Linked DNA regions of Gossypium arboreum: region 1 is linked to region 2. The links are chromatin contacts, called in public Hi-C maps. All regions are on one chromosome and are shown on one strand. The core of a region is the stretch at or near the end of the contact, and the rest is flanking DNA. Distances in the headings are between cores, read along the strand shown. Region 1 holds the start of LOC108457192. Region 2 holds the start of LOC108484053 (auxin response factor 3-like).

Region 1 (5,246 bases), core at 1,483-3,982, 490 kb before region 2:
TCGCAAAAGTGCAAACTAATCAGCAAGCAGAACAAGAAACGGGATGTGCCCTGATGGTTGTCTTAAAACTTTCTCTTTATGGCAGTTACTCTTCCTCCAAGTTTCTCCTCTGATGGTTAAGTTTGTTTAGCTACAAATACTTTTTCTTCTTGTTGCTAATATTTCTTCAACAAGATTCCTCTTCAGTCTATAAATGGTGCTCTAGAGTTATATATCAAATTCCTAAATCACATGAATCTTTGGCAGCAAAGAAAATACATGCAACACCACAAGGACAAATAGCATAGAAAATTCCTAGGGAAAACCAGTTTGCCTATTCTAATACTAGCATTAACAGAGCATGGATACAATAATAAATACACAGATATTACTGAAACTGAATTAGTACAAAGCCACAAAGAAACCAGTGTATTCCCACCTTTTCAGCATCTACAGATTGAATTGTTGTAGACTCAATAATTGATGATGGAGACCGAGATTTTCCAAGGTACTTCCCTCCTCTGCCTAGATAAGGAAAACTAAATAGACTGATACTACTGATGGTAATGAGAAGAATTCCACTTGCAATGATGGAAGATATTACTTTCAAGAAAGAAGAGTTCCTCTGTAAGAAATTGAAACAATTAGACAAAGACTAAGAACTTGATTCAATTCAAATACCAATACTTTTATCAGCCAGATCCTTCAAGTTCATAAAAGGCTAAACACCTTGAAAAGAAAAAGACCACAAAATAAGAGAAGAAAACAAAAAAATTTCAAATTAGTCAAATATAGCAAAGAGTTCATGGAATTCTAACAATTACTATTGAATATTCTCCAAGAGATAGTTTCAAACATCCTTGATATGTCTATCCAGTACTGGGTTTAACACTTCTCCAAGCATTATCAATAATCTTACACATACTTCCACAATAAAAAGCATTAAAACTTGTTTAATATTTGCTTAACTGATTTATTAAATTACAAATTATTTACAGTCACCTCCTATCTTAAAATTTCTAAACATCTAACATGCAGAGATCAGCCAATGCGCAAACAAAAGTATGATAAAACCAAACAACAATAAAGCTTCAAATTTTAACAATCAATATGCATTTTGATACCTTTGCTTTGGTCAAGCTGTTGTAATTGGCAACCATGCCACTGTGTAGTTGTTTCTTGGGCAGTGTGTAAACATCTTCATAGTACATATCTAATATATCAGCCAATCCAACCTACAAATTTTTATAAGCTAGCATCAAAAGAGAAGGATAGTATCTGCGAAATAATGCACAGTAATAAGCTAAATACAATATATAAAGAAAAAGATGAAACACCAAAGGGAAAGAATAAAGTACCATTTGGGAGTGTGTCAAAAGAACTTGCCACCTACTCCCGTTAGATTCTCTCCATCCTTCAAACTTTACATCCTTAAGTGTATTTGCATCTATTTCCAGCCGATAGGCAGGTATATACTCACTTGTCCAAGCACTAAACTCATGACCACCATTCTTTTCCAGCTTAGACTGCAAAGGATGAGTCCACCAATAGTTTTTCTGCCTCAGATCCATAGCATTGAAACTCTCTTTACTGGAATTAAAACTTTCAAGAAGATTCCTGGCATTTTCAACAATCTCATCTTCAAACACTTTATGTAAAACAACAGATGAATCTTTTGATACAATCCCTTTTGATTTCCGAAACCAGCGAAAGAAGTTTGAGGGAGTTTTTCCCAATAAATTTTCCAGGAAATGTTTTTCAGTGCTTTGTAAAGCTGAGATGCAAACTACTTCACCGAGCACAGAGATAACCCTTTCTTCTGATGACCGGAGAGTGAAAGAGGCCGGAACCTGCTGTTAGTAAATGCATAACAAGAGAACCGAACCTATCAGTATCAAGTGGAACCTGCAGAAAAAACATTAATTATGGCATTACACGGAAAAATCCGACATACAGATAACAAACTTGAACAGAATCCACAAAAATGAAATACCAGTGGTTATCTAACCTCTCTTGGATTTTCAAGATCTTCCATATCTCTTTCAGTTCCAGGTCGAAACAAAACCAGTTCGAAACTCCAAATCTTTTGCATAACCACTTGCCTAAAAGTCATAGCCAGTATGTTTTTTGATGATGTTCCGGCAAAAATATCTTCAGAAAATGACTTTTTCAGCTTTTGAGCTTTTTCTTTAACTTTCCTAGCCGGCAAAAACTGTTCCCAAAAAAATTAGATAAATATTTAACGGCTAATTTCCTATTTTGATAAAGGACGGGAATGAACGAACCAATCGTGTAGAAACGGTGGCGCTTTTAGCGGTTGGACCTGGGAAAACGGTTTCAATAACCATAGCGGGGATACCGGAGTCGACGTGCTCGGTGGCGGCTCGGCCTCCATCAGCAGCAGCAGCCGTCAAAGCCTGATCGAAGCTAACGGCCCCAACGAGTGTGAGGCGAGCGAGGTCGTTTTCGTAGGTTCGAACACAAGGGAGCGTGGTTCCATCGGAGTCCGCTATGAATTTTAGGGCTTCCTGTTCGGTGGATGGAGCCGACTTAGGAGAAGAACGGGAGAGGATAAGGAAGGGAATCTTGGGGTTGCGGAAGGGTAGCTTGGGGAAAGAAGTGAACTTTTGGGGGGAATGAGAGGGGAATTGGATGGAAAATGGACGGGAAAGTGAATGAGTGAAAGCCATTGATGATGAAAGCAGAGGGTTTTAGGGATTTTAGAAGGGTTTTTACTTTTTTTTCCTTTAATTTTTAGTTTTGAACGTTGAGGGCAGGCGCATGTTAGCTAGATGGACACGTGGGTTGACATTGGGCTAAATAGGTTGTAGGGTCTGGACAACTGTTTTCAAGAAAACGGTGTCGTTTAAACAGCCGTGCATTTAACTCTATAAATTAGAAAATCTAAATCCCTCTCTTCATTCTTCTACTACCTCTGCTTGGAAACGCATCGAAAAGTTAGGGTTTTCGCTCCTTACGATTATCGAGATCGTCCTTTTGTAAGTTCAATTATTCTACTTGATTCTTTATCGATGAGATTCGAGTTATATTCGTTAGCATTTTTTTTCTAAATAAAAATTTATTCTTTTTCTTCTCGCTTAGATTAATTTGGTGGATGTTTTGTCGGCCGGATTGATTAGCCTTTGAAATTTGCCTAATTCTTTTTTTTCTAATATTGCATAACCTTAAGAAGAAAAGAAAATCGAAGAACGAATTTAAATGCTTTTTGAGAAATTTGAGGGGAAAAAATATTGTGTTTTACCGCTTAAACTAAATATTTTTTTCCCGAAGGAAGAATGTCTAAAATAATTAGTTAGGGTTTGAATTGAAGAATCTGGTATTCTTTGAGAACTTTTTAAAAAAAACTTTGTAATTTCAGAAATTTTATGCTTATTTTACTTGTAATTTGAAATGTTGAAGGAATTGAAGTATGGGAAAGAGGAAATCAAGAGCAAAGCCTGCTCCTAAGAAGCGGATGGATAAGCTTGACACTGTGTTCAGCTGCCCCTTTTGTAACCATGGAACCAGTGTTGAGTGCCGCCTGTAAGTACAAACTTCTTATGCTTGTTTTTTGAGAAATTGTGCCCATATTGTGACCTAATAACTGAGATAATTTTGGTACAATGCTTCTTTTTCAACTTTCAATGGGTAAACATTGTTATCCATTTTTGTTTTTGATGAAAGATAAAAGGAAAAAGTTGTATTATGTCAATGGCGTTTGTATCATAAGAATTTACGAGAAAATATATTTTGCTTTTCTGTTCCAGTGATATGAAGAACTTGATTGGCGAAGCCTCTTGCAGAATATGCCAGGAAAGCTTTAGCACTGTTATAACAGGTACTTATGATACCAATACCTTGTGGCTGGTAAAGAACTTCAAATATTTTGCAAGTTGTGATGAAAGCTAAGTTGGCTGCCTTTTTATTGACTCATCCATGTTTCTTTGTTTATGTATTTGCAGCTTTGACTGAACCAATAGACATGTAAGTGCATATCAATGTGATTTTTAGTGTTTGCTCCGTCGCCTATCAGTGTGGAGTTTAGTCTTTACCTCACTCTCTTGCTTATATTCTTGTGACTTCTCAGATACAGTGAATGGATTGATGAATGTGAACGTGTTAACAACCTTGAAGAAGAGGACGATGGGGATCAGGATGAAGGTTATGTGCCTAGAAAACGGGTTTCGACATCTGAATGGGACTAGCAGTAGCGATGGATGTTTTAGTACTTACCAAGGCTGTAATTATGTTAGTTTTCTGTGGGGAGTAGTTGGTGTGCAAGTATGCATATCTTACAGCATCTTATGGTATGAATAGCCTAAATGATCCATTGTATGCTAAGCAAGAACTTCGTCAAATGGCTATCAGATACTCGTTTTGTGTTGTTATGTTGATTTAATGCAATTACGTGATCCTAATATGAATGATGCTGCACATGGTTTTACGCAAAGCTATCCGGTGTTATCATCGAAGAGCTAAAAGATTAACAGCTTGTTTGGTTGGCTGTAATAGCCGACCGGTTCCATGTCCATCCTAAGTGCTACAGGACGTTAGTTTGGTTGGCTGAATGCTATTCAGCAGTATAGCTCATTACAGGACTACTATTCCTCAAAGTTCCTGAATAGTCATCTTTTTACTTCATCATCTGAATAGCTATTCTAAGCAACTCAAAATAGATATTATTCTATTATTTCCATTTTAACCCAAAATCAAAAGGGAAAAGAAAAGAATTGGTAAGAACAAAAATCATTCAACACATCATCAAGAGAGAAATTTGCAGTAAATTGAAGAGAAACTTTGATTGAGTTAATTCACGGGTCATTGTAGGTGGGTATTCGATTGGTGGTGAATAAAATAGAAAAATAGTAATGAAAGCTACAAATAAGTTAGGTAGATCTGAATTTTTGTGATGAATTCTGGGAAAGCAAAACTAAGAGAGAAAAGAAAAAGAGAATCATATAATTATTTTGGATTGGTCACAACTAAAGTGGCGGTGGAGATAGCGATGATCGTTGTCAGAATCTGGAATTTAATAAAAGCTTTCTCCAAATAATGAACATTTGAGAAAGAGAATAAATTAAAGAAGGAAAAAGTAAAAAAAAACTTATATATTAATTAAAATTTATTATATTTATTTAATATTTTACCATTTTATTGAAGTACTATGAATATACATTTTACATATTGAATAATATAAATATATATTACATATTGAATAATAATTATATTAAAATATGATTAGATTATTTATTTATTTATTAAATTAT
Region 2 (5,757 bases), core at 2,991-5,490:
TAGCCTGAATCATCTCCAAATATCAAACATCTCAATAAAATAATACTTTAAAGATTTAATTCTCGAGAAATGATTAAAATATCCTTTTGTGTCAAAATTATCATTTTGCCCATTTTTGTTTCAAAGCTCAATTTATTCACATCAATAGGCAATCATCAATTCATAATATCATGATTCACTTATAACTAGACCTGCTCATGGGTCAGGCCACCCGGCCCAACCCGAAGGTCTGCCCAAAATGTGGGTGGGTTTGGGCAAAAATATATGTTCAAAAAATGGGTTTGGACAAAAAAATAAGGCCCGTTTAAAAATGGGCTGGGCCTCGGGTAATACATTTTTGGCCCGGGCCAGATTCACTAAAAGACAAAAAAAATTGCATTTCTTTTATTTTTGAATGTATTTTCTTATTGTTTTCTCCCTTTTGTGTTACCATTTTACTATTATGTTGCTATTATTTTGTTATTATTGTTTCGATATTGTATAAAGTTTATTTTATTGTTAATTTTGTTATTATTTTAAAGGCATTTGTTAATTTTTTTATTATTTTAGAAGCATTTGCTTGTTAAGTTACATCTATCTTAGTATTATTTAAGCCTACATATTTTTTAAAATTTATTTTCAATTTGTTGGAAAATGTTTATTTTGATTTTTTTAGTATTTTTGATGTATTATATATATTTAAAAATTATATAAAAATAATATAAAATTAATACTGAGTGGTAGCCTGTGTTTTAGCATTTTTATTCGGGTTGGCATTGGGTAAAATTTTAAGTCCATTTTTCGAGCCCGGCCTAGGCGCATTGGGTAAAATTTTAAGTCCATTTTTCGAGCCCGGCCTAGCTTAGGCCCAAAAACGGGCCTGATTTTTTAGTTGAGTCTGGCTCGGCCTGGCTCATGAGCACCTCTACTTATAACTTTTGATATGGATTTATGGATGGTTAAAATTTACATCTTTGCCTTTTTCTCAAAAAAATTAAAAATTTTACAATTTAGTCTATGTACTTCTCATCTTTCCAATTTAGTCCAAATGTGCTTTTCATCTCACTAACATATAATATAATATGTTTCTATTTTTAAAATATTCAATTTTTCCCATTTTGGTCAAATAAGCAATTTAATCTCTAATATTTTCAAAATCTGCAATTTGGTGCTTGTACCTTATTTTTCTTTCTGAAATTTCTTTCCATTAATTCTCATATCCAAAATCACATTATTCTTTGAATAATCCCTTTTATAACTTGTTCTCCAAATTTTCCTACAAATTCACTTATCCAACATTGGTGTAGCGCCAAGTGCCAAATAAAAAATTTTGAGATGCTATACTTATTTTTTTAAGATGAGAAAAATTAAAATTGCAAAGAATTTCAAAATGCATCATTTTAAAAGTGTTAATGCTTATAGCTATTTGGTTCAGAAAAATATCTTTTGAAAATTATTGAACGGAAAAAATGGTTTCATATTTGTCAAATAATTTTGTAAATCTTATGACATTCAGTAACGTGGAGAGAAACATACTTGGGTTTATATAGAAATAAGATCAAGAGGAAGAAAAAAAAGAAGAAAAAGAAAGATGAATGATGAGGATTAGACCTGCTCATGAGTCGGGTTACCCGGCCCGGCCCGAAGGCTCATTCAAAATGTGGGAGGGTTTGAGTAAAAATATAGGCCTAAAAAATAGGCTTGGACAAAAAAATAAGGCCCGTTTAAAAAACGGACTGGGCCTCGGGTAAGGTATTTTTGGCCCTAGCGTGGCCCGGACCGACCCTACCCGAATTGACTAAATGTCAAAAAAATCTACTTTTTTTTAATGTTATTTTATTATTGTTTTCTCCTTATTTTGCTACCATATTACTATTATGTTGCTACAATTTTATTGTTATTATTTAGATATTGTATAAAACTTATTTTATTATTAAATTTATTATTATTTTAAAGGCATTTGTTAATTTTGTTATTATTTTAGAAGTATTTGCTTGTTAAGTTGCATCTATCTTAGTGCTATTTAAGTTTACATATTTTTTAAATTTTATTTTCAATTTGTTGAGAAATATTTATATTGATTTTTAGTATTTTGATGTATTACATATATTTAAAAATAATATAAAATTAATACTGAAATGACGGGCCGGGCCAAAGGTTTTAGAATTTTTATTTGAGTCAGACTTTGACAAAATTTTAGGCCCGGTCCAATCCAAACCCAATGAATGAGCTTAAATTTTTAGTTGAGCCCGATCTGAACCCAATTCGATCCGCCATGAACACCTTTAAGAAGGATATTCAAATGGAAAATTATACAATTTATATTAGAATTGTGAAAAGTAATAAAATTAGGTTTAGATAGAGAAGAAATAAGTTGGTCAATCAGTGTTGAGTTTGTTCATTGGGAAGGGGAGCATAATAAATACATCTTTATATGAGATAATATTATCTTTACATGAGAGAAAAAAAAATTCAAATTTTATTTTAAAACACTACAAGGGTGAACTTCAGATTTCAAGTGCCCAAAACCAAATTCTCTAGACATTCTTGATGAAATTTTCTGGACACAAATAATTTTCCTAAAGACTAATATATGATTGTAATTGTTAACCATTGACTAAACTAAGGCTTAATTAGCTTGAACTATATTGGTTTTATTTCACTTATGTATTTAAAGTATTTTTTTTGAAATATGGCTTAATTGTCTCATTTTATTTATAAAGTGTGTAACATCCAATAAAAATATGACACATGCCTTGTTTTTATTGGTTGACATAGTGTTTTAGTTTGAAAAAGATGAAATTGATAGTTTAGATACTACTTTTAACCCCTCAAAAATTTTTTTTACATAAATAGGAAAAGTTGTATAGTTTGAGAAGTGATTTTGCATTTAAGCCTTAAACTAAAGAGCTTCTTTCTTATTTTATGCATTCCGAATAAAATGGTATTGTTTGGATTCAAAATATTTTAGGTACCCCATAATCTCACAATCCCATATCATGTTACTGTATTTAAATATAAAGTATAATCTCAATACAACTTATCCCTTAAATTAAATTATCTAAGCGTAATATGAAAATTTGGACAAATTTACCATTTATTTATTTTATATTGGTTGGAGTTGTTATGCAGCCTAACAACAGTGTTTTTGTCTACTATTACAATTTTTTTCCGTGTTTGTTTGCAATTAAGGGTAGAGACTAATGGTTAAGTTTTTTTTTATTTAAAAATACTTTTAAAAATTTAATTTAAGAGTTAAATGTTTAGTATTGTTGTAAAAGAATATTTTAGAGAAATAAAATTTTTATTTTACACACGATATTGTGAAATAAAATATATATTTAAAAAATAAAGTTTAATTTCTTTAATATTATTATATTTTAGTAAAGGTATAAAAATATTTCATTATTAATATTTTGATATAAAATATAAATTTTAAATATATTTAAATAATTAATATTAATTATTTATAAAATTTAATTTAAATATATTATCTATATTTCAAATATTAAAATATAAATAATGATAAATCCAATATAAATATTATATACAATACATCATATTATAAATAAAAATTAAAAATATCATTTAACTCTGTTGGTAATCAACATTTTATTAAAATATGAGGAAAGTTTAGGTGCCTTAACTGACGCAAAACCCATTTTATTTACTTATTTTATAATAAATAATTTATATTTTAGGTGGTATCCCTTGTACCTGACGCGACACCACCTTTAACTACAATAAATATATTATTTTCATAATTAATTTAGAATTTACACTATTTTTAAAATTAATTATTTTTAATATTATTGTATTAAATTTCCTAAAATTGAAGTTTCAACTTAATGTTTGCACCTTAACATTGGGTCTTAAATTGACGCATAGACTAGTTTTATATATATATATATAACAGAGAATAGCTACGTATGAAGGGAATTCCTTTCATGATTAATACACAAAATCCCATATTGGTCAGCCATAATTACCTGCATCTCTCATTGCTTTTTATTCAAGAAAACAAACCACCATAATGGCCTACAAGACTCTGCATCAAAGTCAATACTTATGGCCAAGCAAGAATCATAGAAGAGGCGATCGATACTGTAATCCTTTATCATTAATATATAAATATATGGTTATTGCAACTTGGCAAGTTGGACAAATCCATGATTTATAGTTTGAAGTTGGAAAAAGTTTATCGCTTTAATGTTACTGTATAATTATGATCTCAAAATATTAAAATGTTAATTATTTGAAGCTGTAACATTTAAATATTAAAAATATTTGCAATTCTATCCCAAAGAAGTACCTCAAAAAGGGAGGTTTAATGGGGATAGAGATGAGTGAGATTTGGGCGAGTAGAAGGTGACAGAATGGACATCCGCCCGGAAATACAGGGAGCCGTACTGCAACACACTCAGCTTTCATTTTTATATTTTAAAATTATACACAATTAAAACTCTAAAACAAAGTTAAAACCCCACTTAATAAAAGCTCTTTCTTTCACCCTTCCTGCCACACATCACTCTCACCAGTGGCAGCATTTGCAGCAGCAGTAGTTGCAGTCATGCAGCACTGCTACTGCTTACCTTGCAGTCAAGAACCACCCCACCACCAAATATATATGTATATACAAACACCTTTACTATATCTATTTATTATAGATACTGAAGTTTTTTTTTTTTTTGTGTGTGTGTGTGTTTTAATTGTAATTTCCTAATTAATTAAAGGTAATAAAGAGGCTTGATTTGATTTGTTAGACAAAATAGACTAAAACCCATCACCCCTCTCTTTAAAAAAAAAAATTTGTGTTTTTTGAGGTCTTGACTTAATTTCTCTGTTCTTTTTGCAATGCCAAAAACCCATTTCTTTCTAAGCTCTGAAAATGCAGTCATGAAAAACCCTCTTCTTCATATCTCGCTACTTACCTTTTCCAGGAAAATCATTTCTTTCTAAGCTTATATTTTTAAATACCAATGGGGGGATTAATCGATCTGAACTCTACGGAAGACGATGAAACGCCATTATCTGGTTCTTTGTCTCCATCTTCATCTTCAGCTTCCGTGTTAAGTGCCCCTGGTTCTGGTTCTTCTGTTTGTTTAGAACTTTGGCATGCGTGTGCTGGTCCACTTATATCTTTGCCAAAGAGAGGAAATGTAGTGGTGTACTTCCCTCAAGGCCACTTGGAACAAGTTTCCGATTTTTCCGGTGTAGCTGCAGCTTATGATCTCCCTCCCCACGTGTTTTGTCTGGTTGTTGATGTCAAGCTCCATGTAAGCTATCTATACATGTGTTTTATAAACTGTCACTCCATCTTGTGTGTTCTATATATTATCTTTGTCTAATGAATGCGTTGTCGAGGTTTGGGGTTGTGGGAAAATTTTCCTTTTTCTGAGTTTGTATTCTCGAGGACTATTTCGAAGGGGAGAGCTTTAAAGTCCGTATTTTTTTTTGTGCTTTTATGGGTTTGGTTCTTCCATATTTTTTTTTTTGGGGGGGGGGGGGAGGGAGGGTGATTGCGTCTGGATTTGATGTAGTATTCCAGAGAATTGACTTTGTGAAATTGGTTTTATCATGTGAAATCGAGTGTTTCGAGTATTTGGAATTGATTTTATTTTTTACTTGATTTGTTTTCCCCGACAATGATAGGGGACAAAGGACAGTGGTGCAGTTGTTATTCTTAGAATGTGGATTTGCAATGAAATGTTTGTTCTTGTTGGCAGGCTGAGGGTGCCACAGATGAGGTTTACGCCCAAGTTTCATTGGTTCCTGAAA

Evidence for each region. Hi-C and Micro-C count contacts between places; a contact is called where the count stands out from the background.
Region 1: a contact with region 2 is called in a Hi-C map of leaf, with 1.9 times the contacts expected there. The contact joins the promoter of LOC108457192 here to the promoter of LOC108484053 in region 2. A contact is called at or near these places in 2 of 5 Hi-C or Micro-C datasets (both in leaf).

The regions. Positions count from the first base shown.
Region 1 is chr6:37,642,231-37,647,476 of ASM2569848v2, reverse strand. It overlaps LOC108457192, which reads right to left and starts at 2,732. Exons shown (of 8, transcript XM_017756102.2): 1 at 2,265-2,732; 2 at 1,988-2,191; 3 at 1,338-1,832; 4 at 1,104-1,214; 5 at 419-604. The coding sequence starts at 2,669. It overlaps LOC108457193 (transcription elongation factor 1 homolog), which reads left to right and starts at 2,836. Exons shown (of 5, transcript XM_017756105.2): 1 at 2,836-2,978; 2 at 3,400-3,522; 3 at 3,747-3,817; 4 at 3,942-3,963; 5 at 4,067-4,403. The coding sequence starts at 3,410. The coding sequence ends at 4,184.
Region 2 is chr6:37,156,043-37,161,799 of ASM2569848v2, reverse strand. It overlaps LOC108484053 (auxin response factor 3-like), which reads left to right and starts at 4,240. Exons shown (of 9, transcript XM_053030158.1): 1 at 4,240-5,255; 2 at 5,706-5,757. The coding sequence starts at 4,959.